Linked DNA regions of Mus musculus: region 2 is linked to region 1. The links are chromatin contacts, called in public ChIA-PET maps. All regions are on one chromosome and are shown on one strand. The core of a region is the stretch at or near the end of the contact, and the rest is flanking DNA. Distances in the headings are between cores, read along the strand shown. Region 1 overlaps Wdr70 (WD repeat domain 70). Region 2 holds the start of Wdr70 (WD repeat domain 70).

Evidence for each region. ChIA-PET counts read pairs in DNA pulled down with a chosen protein or histone mark.
Region 2: a contact with region 1 is called in an RNA polymerase II ChIA-PET map of effector CD8 T cells, with 7 read pairs. The contact joins the promoter of Wdr70 here to the enhancer-like site in region 1. A contact is called at or near these places in 8 of 39 promoter capture datasets (the HPC-7 cell line, embryonic stem cells, hematopoietic stem and progenitor cells and 3 more), 1 of 15 datasets of contacts at CTCF or cohesin (embryonic stem cells), 10 of 484 Hi-C or Micro-C datasets (the G1E-ER4 cell line, the HL-1 cell line, embryonic stem cells and 3 more), 8 of 115 datasets of contacts at active chromatin or transcription factors (DN3 thymocytes, the SCID.adh cell line, effector CD8 T cells and 2 more) and 2 of 9 other capture datasets (embryonic stem cells and liver).

The regions. Positions count from the first base shown.
Region 1 is chr15:7,976,921-7,980,323 of GRCm38.p6, reverse strand. Wdr70 (WD repeat domain 70) reads left to right here. Exons shown (of 18, transcript NM_001081402.1): 10 at 3,182-3,356. Among named protein-coding and RNA genes, the nearest start is that of Wdr70, 120 kb to the left of the region's middle. Within about 2 kb of position 1,498, at least 14 of the 459 cell types and tissues checked have an H3K27ac peak or open chromatin away from gene starts, as enhancers often do. A contact at or near this core is called in the SCID.adh cell line and effector CD8 T cells, where this site is marked.
Region 2 is chr15:8,097,516-8,100,918 of GRCm38.p6, reverse strand. It overlaps Wdr70 (WD repeat domain 70), which reads left to right and starts at 1,710. Exons shown (of 18, transcript NM_001081402.1): 1 at 1,710-1,800; 2 at 1,898-1,963. The coding sequence starts at 1,776.

The DNA of each region.
Region 1 (3,403 bases), core at 249-2,748:
ACTTTAGCATCTAAGTTTTAGGCATACATTCAGAGAATCAGGGCCATAAAACCTTAGCATAATTAGTCACTATTAGATGTTGTATGAACTTGTATTTCACACATCTATATTCTAGGTGAATTAATTTCTACTTTCTTGTTATTTTGATAATTAGCCCAACCTATTAATAAATTAAAATAAACAGAAATACTTATTTGTTAGATTTATTAGCTTTTTAAAAAATTTATGATCTAAGGGGAAATGCAGAAAGGAACAAGTATTTATTGAGTGCCTATTATGTTCCAAGTATTGTCCTGGATATGTTTACCTCCCTAATCTCACTTTGTCTTCACAGCCCCTCAATGTTGCTATCATCATCCCAGTTTTAGACAAGATGAGGTTTAAACAAGCCACACGATGATTGTTTGTGCTTGTGTGGGGTCTTTCGCACCATAAGTCTAAAGTACCATCTGTCATTGGGGATGCTCAGTTATAAAAAGGAGAAGTTGACTATTGTAATTTATCCTCACCACTGCAGAACTGGGACCAGAAAAATAGAAACACATGTAGTGTTTCTCAGTTCTTTGTGATTGCTAACTGTGGGAAACAGTTAACAGAGACAAGGAACAAGTAGACAATACAGGATACCTTTAGTAAGGGGAAGGCTTTATAATACAAATGATGCTGTCACAGTGGGCATCCACGTACAAAAACATTAGCCTGATCCTGACCTTGAACTGTGTATTAAAATCAGTTCAAGTAGATGACAGATCTAGTCATAAAATTTAAACTATAAAACTTAGAGAAGAAATAAAGGGGATTTCTATGATTTTTTGGTTAGGTAGGAAGTTTTTAACTATGTGGCTCCCAAATACTAATAAATTAAACTGTATAGGAATTTAAGGAGGGGATTTAGCATTGTTGGTAGATTGCTGATCTAGCATGTACAGAGCTCTGTAGTCTATCCCTAGTGCCACACAGCCCAGACATAGTAGCACACACTCACTTAGAATACTAACTCATAGGAAGACTTTCCAGGTCTTCTGAGAGGTTCGAGACCCTGTCTCAAAGAATTCTGAAAGATTAGTTGACATTTATTTTATGTGAATCTTTGTCTTTCCCGTCTGAATGTTTATACACCATGTCGTAGCTATAGAGCCCACGGTGTCAAAAGTCATCAGATTGCTTGGAACTGGGAGCACAGAGGCTGTTGGCTGCTATGTAGGTACTGAGAGCTGAACCCTGGCCCTCTTGCAGAGGACCTAAACCCTGTGTAAGTGTGATTAACTAGTGAGCTGTTTCTCCAGTCCACCAACATGTTTTTTTAAATCTGTTACTGAAACACTTTTTTTTTTTTTAAAAAAAAAGGTCATGATAATACTTAGATAATACTTGCTACTTTACAAATACACTTCTCATCAAGAAATGAGATCCAGAGCTGGAGATTAACTCAGTATGTTTGTGGTAGCATGTGCAAGTCTCTGGGTTTGTGTCCCCACATTCACTTCCTGCCACTCCTCCAAACCAACCAACCAACCAACCAACCAACCAACCAACCAAAGCAACAAAACTTGTATCTAGAATAAAGAGCTGTCAGCATCTAGTAAAAAGAAAATGAACTACTTAATATTGAAAGCAGGAAAACATTTGAACAGGTCCTTCCCTAAAGAAGAGAAACGGTGTGTGGACCAATCCTCCACATCACTTAGGCATTGGAACTGTAAATTAAATCCATAATGCACAGTACTCATGAATTTCATATTCAGAGAACTGCCAGACTAAAGTGTTAAGAACGTGAAGAAGGAATCTCAGATGTTTCCTTGAAATCCTCTCAATTACACTCTGTTAGTCCAAGTTAGCTGCATGTGAGTGTGGGAAATACAGGCTTAAACTGATCAGCAGATATTGAAGAGCACACACAGCCAGGAGTTTCTGTCCTAGTCTTGAGGACATCTGACTGGCTGGCTGCCGGGTGCCTTGTAACGTGGGGCTCCCTACTTCCCAGGAGACTAGTCTGAACGCTGCAGTCCCATTGTCCCTTCTGGTTTTCTGAGAATCTTTCCAGACCCCGTTTGAGCAGACATTAGGCAGTATGACCTCTTTCTCTTCTTTCCTTCTTTCCTTCTTTCCTTCTTTCCTTCTTTCCTTCTTTCCTTCTTTCCTTCTTTCCTTCTTTCCTTCCTTCCTTCCTTCCTTCCTTCCTTCCTTCCTTCCTTCCTTCCTTCCTTCCTTCCTTCCTCCCCTCCCCTCCCCTCCCCCCTTCCTTTCTTTCTTTTGCTTTCCCCCCTCTTTTTTGGGGTCTTGCTCAGGCTGGCCTCTGACCTGCAATCATGCTGTTTGCCTTCAGCTTTTCTTTGTGTGGATTTTGACTTCTATTTGTTTCTTAATTTAACTTTTAAGAACTTTTCTTTAATCTATCTTGTATCACATATTGAATAGCAGTCAATTCTCTCAGGCTTATCTACTTGAAAAGGCATTGATTTCAGGTTTTTTTTTTTTTTTAAACTATATTTTCATTGGCTGTAAACTATCAGATATTCTTCTCCCTGGACTTGAGCGTACCCTTGGCTGCGTAGCTTCTACCAGGAGGTGTTGACCTCATTTTTGGGGTTCTGAATCTCATGGCTTTAATCCCCTCATGGCACCCCTCCATTCCCTGTCTGGGGAGTTTGCTGTGCCCCTGCCCAGGCCTGCGCTGCCAGGACCTGTGGCCTGCTTCAAGCTTGGGGTCAGAGAGCTCTGTCTACTCATCTCCCAGAGACATGTGGTTTTGCTTGGACTCTGGAGTGGAACAGGAGGTGTTTTTTTTTTGTTTTTTATTTTTGTTTTGTTTGCTTATTTAGTGCATTTTCTAGTGTCTACTATAGAGGAATCCACTGACACTTGTAAATAATTTATAAATTAATGTGCACTGAATAGGAGGCTTATGACCAACAGCAGCCTCCTTATCAAGATACACACAAGAGCTTGGAGTCCACTGCTTTGTAGGGCATTGACTGTAAGTAATTGATAGATTGGAGTAGAATTTGCCATTTGCCTTTGAATTTGATGGCATTATTCAAATTCTATATAATTTTCTATGAATATTAATAAATAAGACTTTCTTATAATGTATAAGAAGTCCCTAAAAGACAAAGTAGTATTTATGGGCCTGCTTCTTCAGGCTATTGTAAATAAATGATATTGTGTCCTTTCTTTTTAGTACTGTGAGGCTCTGGGAAGTTGAAAATCCAAAGAAGCAAAAAAGTGTTTTTAAACCTCGGACAATGCAGGGTAAAAAGGTCATTCCCACGACGTGCACGTACAGCAGAGACGGGAACCTTGTGGCCGCTGCCTGCCAGAACGGAAGCATTCAGATCTGGGACCGGAACCTGACAGTGAGTCAAAGCCCTTTTTGTTTTGTTTTATTTTTCCAGACAGGGTT
Region 2 (3,403 bases), core at 461-2,960, 120 kb before region 1:
GAATAGCTATTTTTTTTTCATTTTCTCTAGTGCTTTTCAGTTTAAAGTTTAATATATCATGAATCTCAAAATTTCTTCTCCTTGACAATTGAGGAGCTGAAACTATTACTTATGAGCTTAAAGGTTATGGATACATAATATCATTCATAAAGTTCTACTCCAGTATCTAATGGCTGCTTATTTATGCTCAGAAAAGAAATATTAGCACCAATAATAACATATTTGAGAGTAGGCAAAATAAATTAGCCTTACTGGTTGAAGTTCAGGGTAATTTGTCACTAGTAATCTCTTGAGGCAAACCCAAACTTCCTTGCTACAAATTATATACATCTTGTGCATAGGAAAAGTAACTTGCCTTCACAACCATTTCTTCTTATTAATTCATTTAATAACCACTCAAGAGTGCCTGCCCAGCCATTATATTATGAAGACAGACTAGGGTATCACATGGTAGGTGGGCCTTATTTAGTTGGAGGCCTACAAAGTTCTACAGATGCTTTCAAAAGCAGGAGAGATTTAATTTGATAGTTGGAGATGAGCTGGTTGGATCAATGACTTGGTGAAGAGTTAAAGCATTCAGGACTATGTGTTCTGAGGCCGCTCCCTGCACTAAATGGGAATGTTGAAAATGACAAGATTGGAATAGAAAGGTTTTGGAAGTCAGGCTAACCTTTTATTAAATTTGTATTTTTTTGTGGTGGAGATCCAATACAGACCCTTAGCCTTGTCTATGCTAAGCAACCACAGATCTACAGCTTCTTTGTACTAATAAATTTTTCTTTTACTCTAAGGACAATGGAAGCATTAGATAATCATTATCAATGAACCATAGACAGAGACAGGAGTCTAATATTGGGGCTCAGGAGTAATTTTATCAAAGAATTTTCATTCTTGAGTGGACTACAAGGCTCAGTAGGAAATTGTCTTTTCTGCTAAGCTTGTGACTTGAGGTCCACCCCCAGAACCACATAGTAGAAGAATAGGTCTGCAGGTTGCACAGTAAGGCATGTTTATACCACGTCCACAATCATTGAGTGCATGTGAAAATGAAGTATTTTCACTTGGCTTGGTAGCACACATCTTTAAAAGCTTGGGAGGCAGAGGAATCTAGATGGGTCTCTGAGTTCTGGGCCAGGCATGGATTACAAAATGAGAGACTCTGACAAAAGAAAAATTCAACCAAGTATTTGTTTTAGACTTTAAAAGTATATTAAATGATGTGTCATTAAGAATAGGAACAGAGTTGTAAAGAAACTAAAATAAATTGGAAACACAGTAGTTATGTAACATGTAACATTTGGAACCCTTAGTAAACAAGGCTAGCCTAGAGAGTGGAGACTGAGGGCAAGCGCTTTAAACATTCCTAACAACTCTTCAGTTTTCTGGCATCTTTATAACTAGATAGTGGTTTCTTCAAGCATACTGAGAAGATGGGCAGCAGTGGAAGTTTCATCATGTACGTCAAGTACATTACGAATATAGATAAAAGTAGCATGCAAATAACAAGATTCTGTTGATTTCCTTAGAAACGTGCCAGGACTTTGCTTGAGAACGCATCTGAAACCACCGAAAGGTTTTAGGGAACTCCCAAACTAGACCTCCTCGTGGCTTGTCAGCGCATTCCCTCCGCACCGCTAGGGGGCGAGAGTCCGAAAGCCTGCCTACCCACGCAGCCGGGCCGCTCTTGGCGACGCGGTCTCGGTGACGACACTTCCGTCGGGCTTGCCGGGAGTCGCGCGCTGCTGCATCCACGGAGGCGGTGGGCTCGGGCAGTCATGGAGCACTCGGGAACCAGCGAAGGTGGGTGTGGGTTAGGCGGGCCAGCCGGGGTGGAGGGCCGTGCTGGGCACTGGAGCGCCGGGCTGACGGCCGGTCTGTCCTTTGTTTCTTGCTCCAGTGACAGGCGCAGACACGGCGGGACCCGACCCTCAGCTGGCGGTCACCATGGGCTTCACAGGATTCGGTGAGTGACTGCCCGGGGCAGAGCCCAGCCCGACTTCGCCCGGGGCTTGCGAGTAAAGGGTAGGAGAGCTGCCACTTTTGACCGGCGCCTTCCGCCGTGCCAAATCCGAATCGGTCCCATTTAAACTGTTGAGACCAGTTCAGGTGACAGTTGGAAACCTTGACGGAAAGGGATTACTATGGTGACCCAGTCTGAGAAAGACATTTAGTGGCGACCATTAAATAACATTTTGGTGGATATAGCGTTTCTTCCTCTTCAGTCTTAATGTATACCCTGGTCTTGTCACATTATTAGGTGATTTAAAAGAAAAAACAGTCTCAAAAGACATAATCATCTGTTAATAGTATCAGTGCTAGAAAAATCAAATGGAAATTGACCTGTAATTTGTTTTGGGAACAAATGTCTCTCTGATGTACCTAGTTCTCATTCATTCATTGTTTCATTTATTCATCTACTTAGCTTCTTCTAGGTAATTAGTCGATAAAAGGGTAGTTACAGTATTTACTTTTTTTCTTTCTTTTCTCCCTTCTTTTCTTCTTTTTCCTTCCCTCTTCCACCTCCTCTTTTCCTCTTCTTCCTATTCATTCTCCTCTTTTGTTTGTTTGTTTGTTTTTTGTTTTTTTCTAGACAGGTTTTGTGTGTGTGTGTGTGTGTGTGTGTGTGTTTGTGTAACAGTCCTGGCTGTCCTGGATATCACCCTGTAGACCAGGCTGGCATCGAACCCGTAAAGATCTGCTTGCTTCGGTCTCCCGGTTGCCTGGATTAAAGGCTTGAGCTACCACCACCCGGTGGATTTATTTTTTTAAAAGATAAATGTATATATAGTTATATTTCTGAGCGGTTGTTTTGCCTCTATGTCTGTGCACCATTTGCCTGCAGTACCTATGGGGGCCAGAAGAGGTCACTGGGTCCCATGGAACTAGAGTTACAGATGGTTGTGAGCCACCTTGTGGGCCCTGGGAACTAAACATGTCCTTTGCAAGAGCAACAAGTGTTCTTAACTTGTGAATCATCTCTCCAACTCCTGTTTTTGACTTCAGAAAATTAGGAGAATCACGAAGAAAAGGAAGTCAAATCTGTTTTTTTTTTTTTTTAGATCTCCTGGTGCATATTAAAATTTAATATCATATTTATGAGTAAACATTGCTTTTTAAGACAGTATTTTGCGATTTTCATGTATTATATTCTTCCAAAACATGATTTTTTTTTTGAGACAGGGTTTCTCTGTATAGCCCTGGCCGTCTTGGAACTCACTTTGTAGACTAGGCTGGCCTCGAACTCAGAAATCCTCCTGTCTCTGCCTCCCAAGTGCTGGGATTAAAGGCATGCGCCACCATGCCCGGCCTCCAAAACATGATTTAATTTTTGGTAGTAGGAGGACTCAACAGGGCTTCCTGCATGCTAACTACCTGTCCCATTACTAAGCTGCACTGTTAGAAC